Linked DNA regions of Sus scrofa: region 2 is linked to region 1. A link is a contact called in public Hi-C data. All regions are on one chromosome and are shown on one strand. The core of a region is the stretch at or near the end of the contact, and the rest is flanking DNA. Distances in the headings are between cores, read along the strand shown. Region 1 has its middle 40 kb from the start of CLDN14. Region 2 overlaps HLCS (biotin--protein ligase).

Evidence for each region. Hi-C and Micro-C count contacts between places; a contact is called where the count stands out from the background.
Region 2: a contact with region 1 is called in a Hi-C map of skeletal muscle, with 4 times the contacts expected there. The contact joins two enhancer-like sites. A contact is called at or near these places in 1 of 5 promoter capture datasets (liver), 20 of 47 Hi-C or Micro-C datasets (alveolar macrophages, brain, embryonic fibroblasts and 11 more) and 1 of 2 datasets of contacts at active chromatin or transcription factors (skeletal muscle).

What each region holds. Positions count from the first base shown.
Region 1 is chr13:200,167,411-200,171,212 of Sscrofa11.1, reverse strand. It overlaps a transcript of CLDN14 not described here. Among named protein-coding and RNA genes, the nearest start is that of CLDN14, 40 kb to the right of the region's middle. Within about 2 kb of position 1,847, at least 8 of the 83 cell types and tissues checked have an H3K27ac peak or open chromatin away from gene starts, as enhancers often do. A contact at or near this core is called in skeletal muscle, where this site is marked.
Region 2 is chr13:200,568,943-200,572,744 of Sscrofa11.1, reverse strand. The region is part of intron 5 of HLCS (biotin--protein ligase); the gene reads left to right. Among named protein-coding and RNA genes, the nearest start is that of HLCS, 48 kb to the left of the region's middle. Within about 2 kb of position 1,979, at least 4 of the 83 cell types and tissues checked have an H3K27ac peak or open chromatin away from gene starts, as enhancers often do. A contact at or near this core is called in skeletal muscle, where this site is marked.

The DNA of each region.
Region 1 (3,802 bases), core at 598-3,097:
CCTCCACCCCCAGCCTGGGCACGGGTGTCCCCAAAACCCCAGGTGGGTGTTTCTGTAGTCAAATATTTTTTCAGGCCAACACTGAATTACATGGCTGTGGACCTTGGGATTTGAAAGGGAAAGATGAAACCTTCCCAGCAACTTGGGTTTTCTTTCAAGGGCCGTTTTCTCTATAGAATGTTTTGTTTTAACTGGTAATTAGAGGTGGGCAAAACAGCCCTGGAGAAATAGGTTTTTCCTCCTCTCCAAGCCTGTCTCTCCAAAAGAAACAGGCACAGGCAGGGCCGTGGAGCCCGCCCTCCTAACTAGAGCCAACTGCTCCTGATGGTTTATGGTCTGGCCCACTTCAATTTCTCATGTGTTACCTTTCTAGGGGTTGCGAGGCCCAGCAATCTGGACACAGGCCAAGAAGTCAAGAACTGCTGAAGTCCAGGCCTCCGCTCTTGTACTGACACCAGCGACCACCCAGCCCAGCCAAACCACATGGCCCTGTTTTCCTGATGTATGAGGTGGGTCGAATGCTTTCCCCCCCCAAAAGTGGACTCTGAGGGATTAATTAGTTAAGATCTGTAAACATGTATCATTATAATTATTATTCCAGTTTCTAGTTAAAACCAAACTGGCCCAAAGAAAAGAAAATACCAGCCCTGCCTCTGAGGGCAGCTACCTTGGCTTTTCCAGTATTTCCAGTCTGGCTGGTGGGAGAATGTCCTGGGAAGCTCACTACTTGCTGGGCTTGAGCCGGGAGTTGTATTCTCCAGGTTTGAGGATGAGGAGGAGGCCAAGACTCCAGTTGAGCCCTGGATGCAACGGGCTTTGATTGTTCATGCCGTTCACTCTAGCAAAGGCTGGACCTCTCCCACGAGACCAGGTGCAGGATGTCTACAGCAGGGCCCTGAGCCTTTATGGTCTTTCGAGGACTAACAGGTTGCGGAGGTGATGAGGAAACCGACTTCTTGTTTCTAAGATGTTGATCTAAAACCAGTGCCTCTAAGGGGGTGACTCCTGCTTTCCTCATGAGAAGATCTCCAGGCCTCTGAGGTGGTTACATGGAGAAAATTCGTGCCTGGACAGCCCTGCCCACCACAGTGACTCTGCCCCCACCAGATCTATCACCCTCCATGGACCTCAGCTGTCTCGGCACAGCTCCCTTTCTCTGGGTCTGCATAATTTCACCCCATGCCAATTCCTGCTTCCAACTGGTAAACCCCACACCCACTCCCCTTCCCCTAGTGCAGCCCCAGGTGAGGCCTCAGGCCGCGCTCCCCGTGCACTTCCGGTCCGAGCGGGGCTTCCTCCCAAGATGGCCGACACCGGAAGTGCCGTCCTCCGCGGGCGGGGCTCCTCCTGCTCCGCCGGAAGTCAGGACGTAAGGCTGGGAGCACGGCAGCCATGCCCTCTGCCAGGTGGAGACCCGGATGACAATATGCTGCTGTCTTAAAGGGGTGGTTTTAAAATGTCTCTTTGGTATTTACTTAGAGGAAAGGCTGAGTTCTCTAAATAAATAAAGGAAGGGCCCAGTGGGAGAAAATAGCCCCAGGAGGTAGCCTCACCCTGTCCCCCACCTGCAGAGAATTCATTTCTGGCCCCAAATTGGCAGCCCATCCCTCCCTCTACTCCCCCCCAGCAAACAAAAGCCCCACAGTGAATGGCACCCGCCTGTCTCGGAAGACACTGTCCTACACAGGCCCTTGAGAACCCCGCATTCCAGGCCCTATTTAAGTACTCGTCCCCTCTCCCCCGCTGTTTCCCCTGAAGGCGGATCTAGAAAAGACTCTCTCTCTGTCTTGCTACTGTTTTCAGTGATGCTGCAGCTGTTCAGCTGGCCCACCCTGGCTAAAAGGAAATGTGGTTTCTTTCCAACGGTACTGGGAAGCCTGAGTGCTCCCTGTTCCTGGAGGGGGTGGCTCTGAGCCTGCCTGCCCCTTGCCCACCACTCCTGGCAACCGGGGCACCCCAGCATGTGTCAGATAGGCCATGACACAGAAGGTGCACAGAGGTTAGACAGGATTGCCCTTTGGGTCTTTAGAAGGGTAATTCTGCCTTCTGCCTTGATGCCCTCTTTGTATGCCCAGGCCTCAGTACTGCTTGCTTACAGGGCTAGTTGCCATCTCTCCCCAGTGGCTGGCAGAACTTCACCCTCTGCTTCTCCATTTCCATGAAGGTAACTTGAGCTGCCTGGAAACTGGCTCTCTGACATCCAACATAATACCCTTCCTTTGTCCTTTGAGGCAAGTCCAGAGTAACCACCCAAACACCATTTACCCAAAACAAGGGGTCAAAACTGTTACCTAGATCATGAAACACCGGGTTGCATGCTCCCCCTCCACCCACCCACCCACCCACAGCTGGCAGAGAGAAAGACCAAAGCAGAGTAAGTGGTGTGATTTGCAGAACACACTCAACTGAGGAGAGCACTGAAAATACTGTCTAGTGCAGGGTGCTGAGCTGAAGGTCCCAAAGGGGACAGGCCTCCCTCCCTAGCGCTCATCCTGAGAGTAAAGTGTGTGTGTGTGTGTGTGTGTGTGTGTGTGTTTAATTACATATAATTTTTAGGGAAAGTATTTCTGAGGCTAATGGTATCAGAATGAATTGGCACCGTGCAGGGTAGAGTTAAACAACAGGAGTTCCTGTCGCAGCACAGCAGAAATGAATCCAATGAGGAGCCACAAGATTGAGGGTTTGATCCCTGGCCTTGCTCAGTGGGTTAAAGATCTGGCATTGCCGTGAGCTGTGATGCAGGTCCCAGATGAAGCTCGGATCCTGCGTTGCTGTGGTTGTGGTGTAGGCCAGCTTCTGTAGCTCCAACTGGACCCCTAACCTGGGAACCTCCATATGCCGCAAGTGCAGCCCTAAAAAGCTTTAAAAAAATTAAACAACAAATGTGTGTGTGTATTTGCAAAAAGTAACAGCACTGCTAGTAGCCAAGGCACTCCCTCTATTTGTGAAGCGGGGCCAGGCTTTTTGTTTAGTTAACCAACCCCAATCCCTTTCCATTTCCACATAGTAATTAAATACTCAAGCAAGTTGTCTCTGGGTTTTGTCACCTGGTGGTGGTGGCCATGATGCCTGGGAGCTTTGGGTTCCCTGCCACATGGTCCACCGGGTTGCATGCTCCCCCTCCACCCACCCCCCCCACAACTGGTATTGCCTGTCACTAAAAATATTCACCAGCCATGGAAGAGAGCAATATAGGAGTTGTAGGTTTTTTCTTTGTTAATATGGACCAGAGTCTCTCGAGCTTTATTTAGAACATGACTGCTTTATGCAGCCCCTTGCTTCAGGACCTGTCTTTGGCAGACTGATGTTTGTTGCTATTTCTTGTAGCTCTTTTTGTTCTGTGGTAGGTACTTTGTTCCATATTAATTTCTGGAATAAAATATTAATTTTTGGTCCAGAAATTAGTACTTATTTTTACTTAAGTCCAAAGCACATGGAAGGGTGTGGTGTTAGAAGTGAAACTGCTTCCCCCCAGTCTTGAGCCTTAGCTCCACTTCCCAGAGACGACCCCTGTGAACAGACAGAGCCTTGGGAGGGTTCTCTGCATGATCAAAGTATATGTGCTGCTTTTTTTACGCAAATAGGACCAGACTCAGCCACTGAGCTTCACCTTGCTTCCTTTACTTAAAATGGTGTCATGGAATTCTTTCCACGTGAGACCCTTGAGAAGCATGTAATCTTTCAAAGGGGTGTACTGTTCTAGTTTATGGATGTCATCAGTTAGCTAGACACTCGTTGAGGACATTTAGCTTTTATTTAGTGGGTTTGTTGGGTTTTTTTTTCCTCCCACAGAGTCCATGAG
Region 2 (3,802 bases), core at 730-3,229, 400 kb before region 1:
GTGTCTGTAGAAAACAGACTGGAAGGATATACAGTGTACGCGAGGGGTATATTTTTGGGTGGTGGGCGTAACTATTTTAATGCACTTTAAGAAATGACTTTGGGGAGTTCCCGTCATGGCTCAGTGGTTAACAAATCCGACTAGGAACCATGAGGTTGCGGGTTCGATCCCTGGCCTTGCTCAATGGGTTAAGGATCCTGGGTTGCTGTGAGCTGTGGTGTACGTCACAGACTTGGCTTGGATCCTGCGGTGCAGTGGCTCTGGCATAGGCTGGAGGCTACTGCTCCGATTAGACCCATAGCCTGGGAACCTCCATATGCCATGGGAAGTGGCCCTAGAAAAGGCAAAAAAGGCCAAAAAAAAGAAATACCTTTGTACTTTCTAAATTTTTTATTATGAATGTGCATTATTTTTATAGTGAGCAAAATCAGTTATTAAAAATTAGAAAACCATGGCGTTCCCATTGTGGCTTAGTGATTAACGAATCTGACTAGGAGCATGAGGTTGCAGGTTAATCCCTCGCTCAGTGGGTTAAGGATCTGGCGTTGCCGTGAGCTGTGGTAAAGGTCACAGACATGGCTCGGATCCAGCATTGCTCTGGCTGTGGCATAGGCTGGCAGCTGCAGCTCTGATTCCACCCCTAGCCTGGGAACCTCCATGTGCCGCAGGTGCAGCCCTAGAAAAGACAAAAACACAAACAAACAAACAATTACAACAACAACAAATTAGAAAACCAAATTACTGTATGTCATTGGACTTGGAAGGCATCTCATAAATGGTCAAAGCAAAAGGCCGGGTATTGATATTTTATTTAACATTTGACACCTATATTAATCATTGTAGAAGGGTTAGCTTTGTTACTAAATGACTTTACTCTGGCTACGACGATTAGGTTTGATTTGAAGCCCTCAGGTCAGCATGTGTGTGTCAGGGCCTCTGCTCTCCATCCATTTGCTCCTGTGGCTGGATTGTACTTACTTTTTTTTTGCTTTTTAGGGCTGCACTTGGGGCATATGGAGGTTCCCAGGCTAGGGGTCAAATCGGAGCTATAGCTGCCGGCCTACGCCACAGCCATGCCGGATCTGTAACCCACTTAGCGAGGCCAGGGGTTGAACCTGCACCCTCATGGTTTCTAGTTGGATTCATTTTCACTGCATCATAATGGGAACTCCATTTTTTTTTTTTTTTTTTTTTTAATTTTACAGCCACATCTGTGATATAAAGACCTTCCTGGGCTAGGGCCTGAAACTGAGCCACAGCTGTAGCTATGTCAGATCTTTTAACCCACTGTGCCGGGTCGGGGTTCAAACCTGCACCTCAGCAGCAACCCAGGCCGCTGCAGTCAGATCCTTAACCCACCATGCCATAGTGGGAACTCCCTGGTTGTAGTTGCTAATTCAAGTGTCCCCACCAAGTGTACCGCTGATTGGATGTCGCTGTTTCTTGCCTTTGGAGCTATTGTGAACCATTTCTCAAAGGAGACCACATACATGTTGACATGATGTCTTGGTGGCAGCCCCCTTTAAACAGGTAGCTTCCTTTCTGAAGGCGTGGCTAGATCCTGAGACTCAACGTGGGGGCCACAGGGTCTGTGGAGTGAGACTGCTAGGCGGCCAGCCCGGCCTCCCACTGTTGGTGGGACGGGCCATTAGCAAGGATCCACCTTTCCTGTGTGTGTGCGTTGGGGGGGGCACCCGTGTGTTTGTGCACAACAAACTGATTTCACAGAAGAGCCACACTCTTTCCCTGTTAGTCCCTAAGCCTAATTGGTCCAGAAACTCACCCTCTTGTTTCCATTTCTCTGGGCTCTGTCGGTGTTTTTAGTTCTGCCAGGGAAATGCCAGAAGGAAGATGTGCAGTGAGATAATAGGGGTTTGTGTCCAGAGGGGCAGCTGGTGGCTTTGGACAGGCTGGGACGGCACCTCCGCCCCCAGCGGGTCCTTTTCCATCCCCCTGGAGGGAGGAGGAGGTGGAGGAAGAGCAGGAAGGGGGCGGGATCATGCAGAACCCTTTGCAGAGCTCAGCAGCCTGGGAGAGCTTGTCCCTCTTGTCCTGTGACACCCCGTTTGGATCTTGGGCACCCCTGCTCTTTCTGAAACAATAAACCTGGGATTCTTGGAGTTCCCGCACCAGCACAGTGGGTTAAGTATCTGACTGCGGTAGTTGGGGAGGTGAGAGTTTTATCCCTGGCCTGGCGTAGTGGGTTAAGGATCCAGCATTGTTGCAGCTGTGGTGTAGGTCTCAGCTGTGGCTTGAATCCAGTCCTTGACCTGGGAACTTCCATATGATATGGGTGTGGCCAGTTAAAAATTTAAAAAAAGCTGGGATTCTTTGGGCGTTCCTTACAGCTGGTAGTTAGTGGCATGGAGGCAGCCTGAGTCCCAGAAGCAGGCAGGATGTTGGCAGGAGTCCCGCCACAGGGCATGTGGTTCCTTTGCCTTGGGGTCAAGATGTAACCGAAACGAGAAGTGACAACTGGGTTTGTTATTAAAGCAACTGAGCAAAAAAATTACCATGTTGTGCATGTGTGTAATTTTGGTGGTGTGGGAGTTGTGGGATGGATCACATGTGCTTAAAAACAAAAACCAGTATAAGTTTCATTTTTTTTTTGTCTTTTTTTGTCTTTTTTGCCATTTCTTGGGCTGTGTCTGCGGCATATGGAGGTTCCCAGGCTAGGGGTCTAATTGGAGCTGTAGCTGCCAGCCTATGCCAGAGCCACAGCAACGCAGGATCCGAGCCGCGTCTGCAACCTACACCACAGCTCACGGCAACGCCGGATCGTTAACCCACTGAGCAAGGGCAGGGATCGAACCTGCAACCTCATGGCTAGTCGGATTCGTTAACCACTGCGCCACGACAGGAACTCCTTTTTTTTTTTTTTTTTTTTTTTTTGTCTAAGTTTCATTTTGATTCAACCCCAAATTGGTTGCGAAACATTTCTCCCTCTGCCCAAACAGGTATTGTTAATAAGAATGGTTTTGATATTTGTAAATGTGTCAAAAAAAAACCCCTTCTACCTAAGGGAATGTTTTAATTTTTTTTTTGGCCACACCTGCTGCATATGGAAATTCCTTTGCAGGGGATCGAATAGGCACCTCCACAGAGACCAGCTGGATTTTTAACTCACCCCATTGCACCTCAGTAAGAACTCCAGGAATTACTCTTTTTTTTTTGCTTTTTAGGGCCAAACCCTTGGCATATGGAAGTTCCCAAGCTAGGGGGTCAAATCGGAACTTCACAGCCACAGCAATGCCAGATCCCAGCCAAATCTTCAACCCACATCACAGCTCATGGCAACACTGGATCCTTAACCCACTGAGTGAGGCCAGGGCTTGAACCCACATCCTCATGGATCCTAGTTGGGTTCGTTAATCGCTGAGCCACAAAGGGAACTCCAGAGTCTCACGTATTTTTCTGACTTACCTAGGCTTCTCCAATTAAGAAAAAAAATCTGGAGTTCCCGTGGTGACTCAGTGGTTAATGAATCTGACTAGCATCCATGAGGATGCAGGTTCGATCCCTGGACTCACTCAGTGGGTTGCCATGAGCTGTGGTGTAGGTCACGGATGTGGCTTGGATCCTGCATTGTTGTGGCTGTGGTGAAGGCCGCCAGCAGCTACAGCTCCAATTCGACCCCTAGCCTGGGAACCTCCATAGGCCGAGAGTGTGTCCCTAAAAAGCGAAAAAAAAAAAAAAAAGAAAGAAAGAAAGAAAAAAAAGAACAGAAATCTTTGCTTTCCATTTTCTCTAGCACAGCATTGGGCACAGAAGCCTCCCTCCTTCCACCTTTAATCCGAGTTCT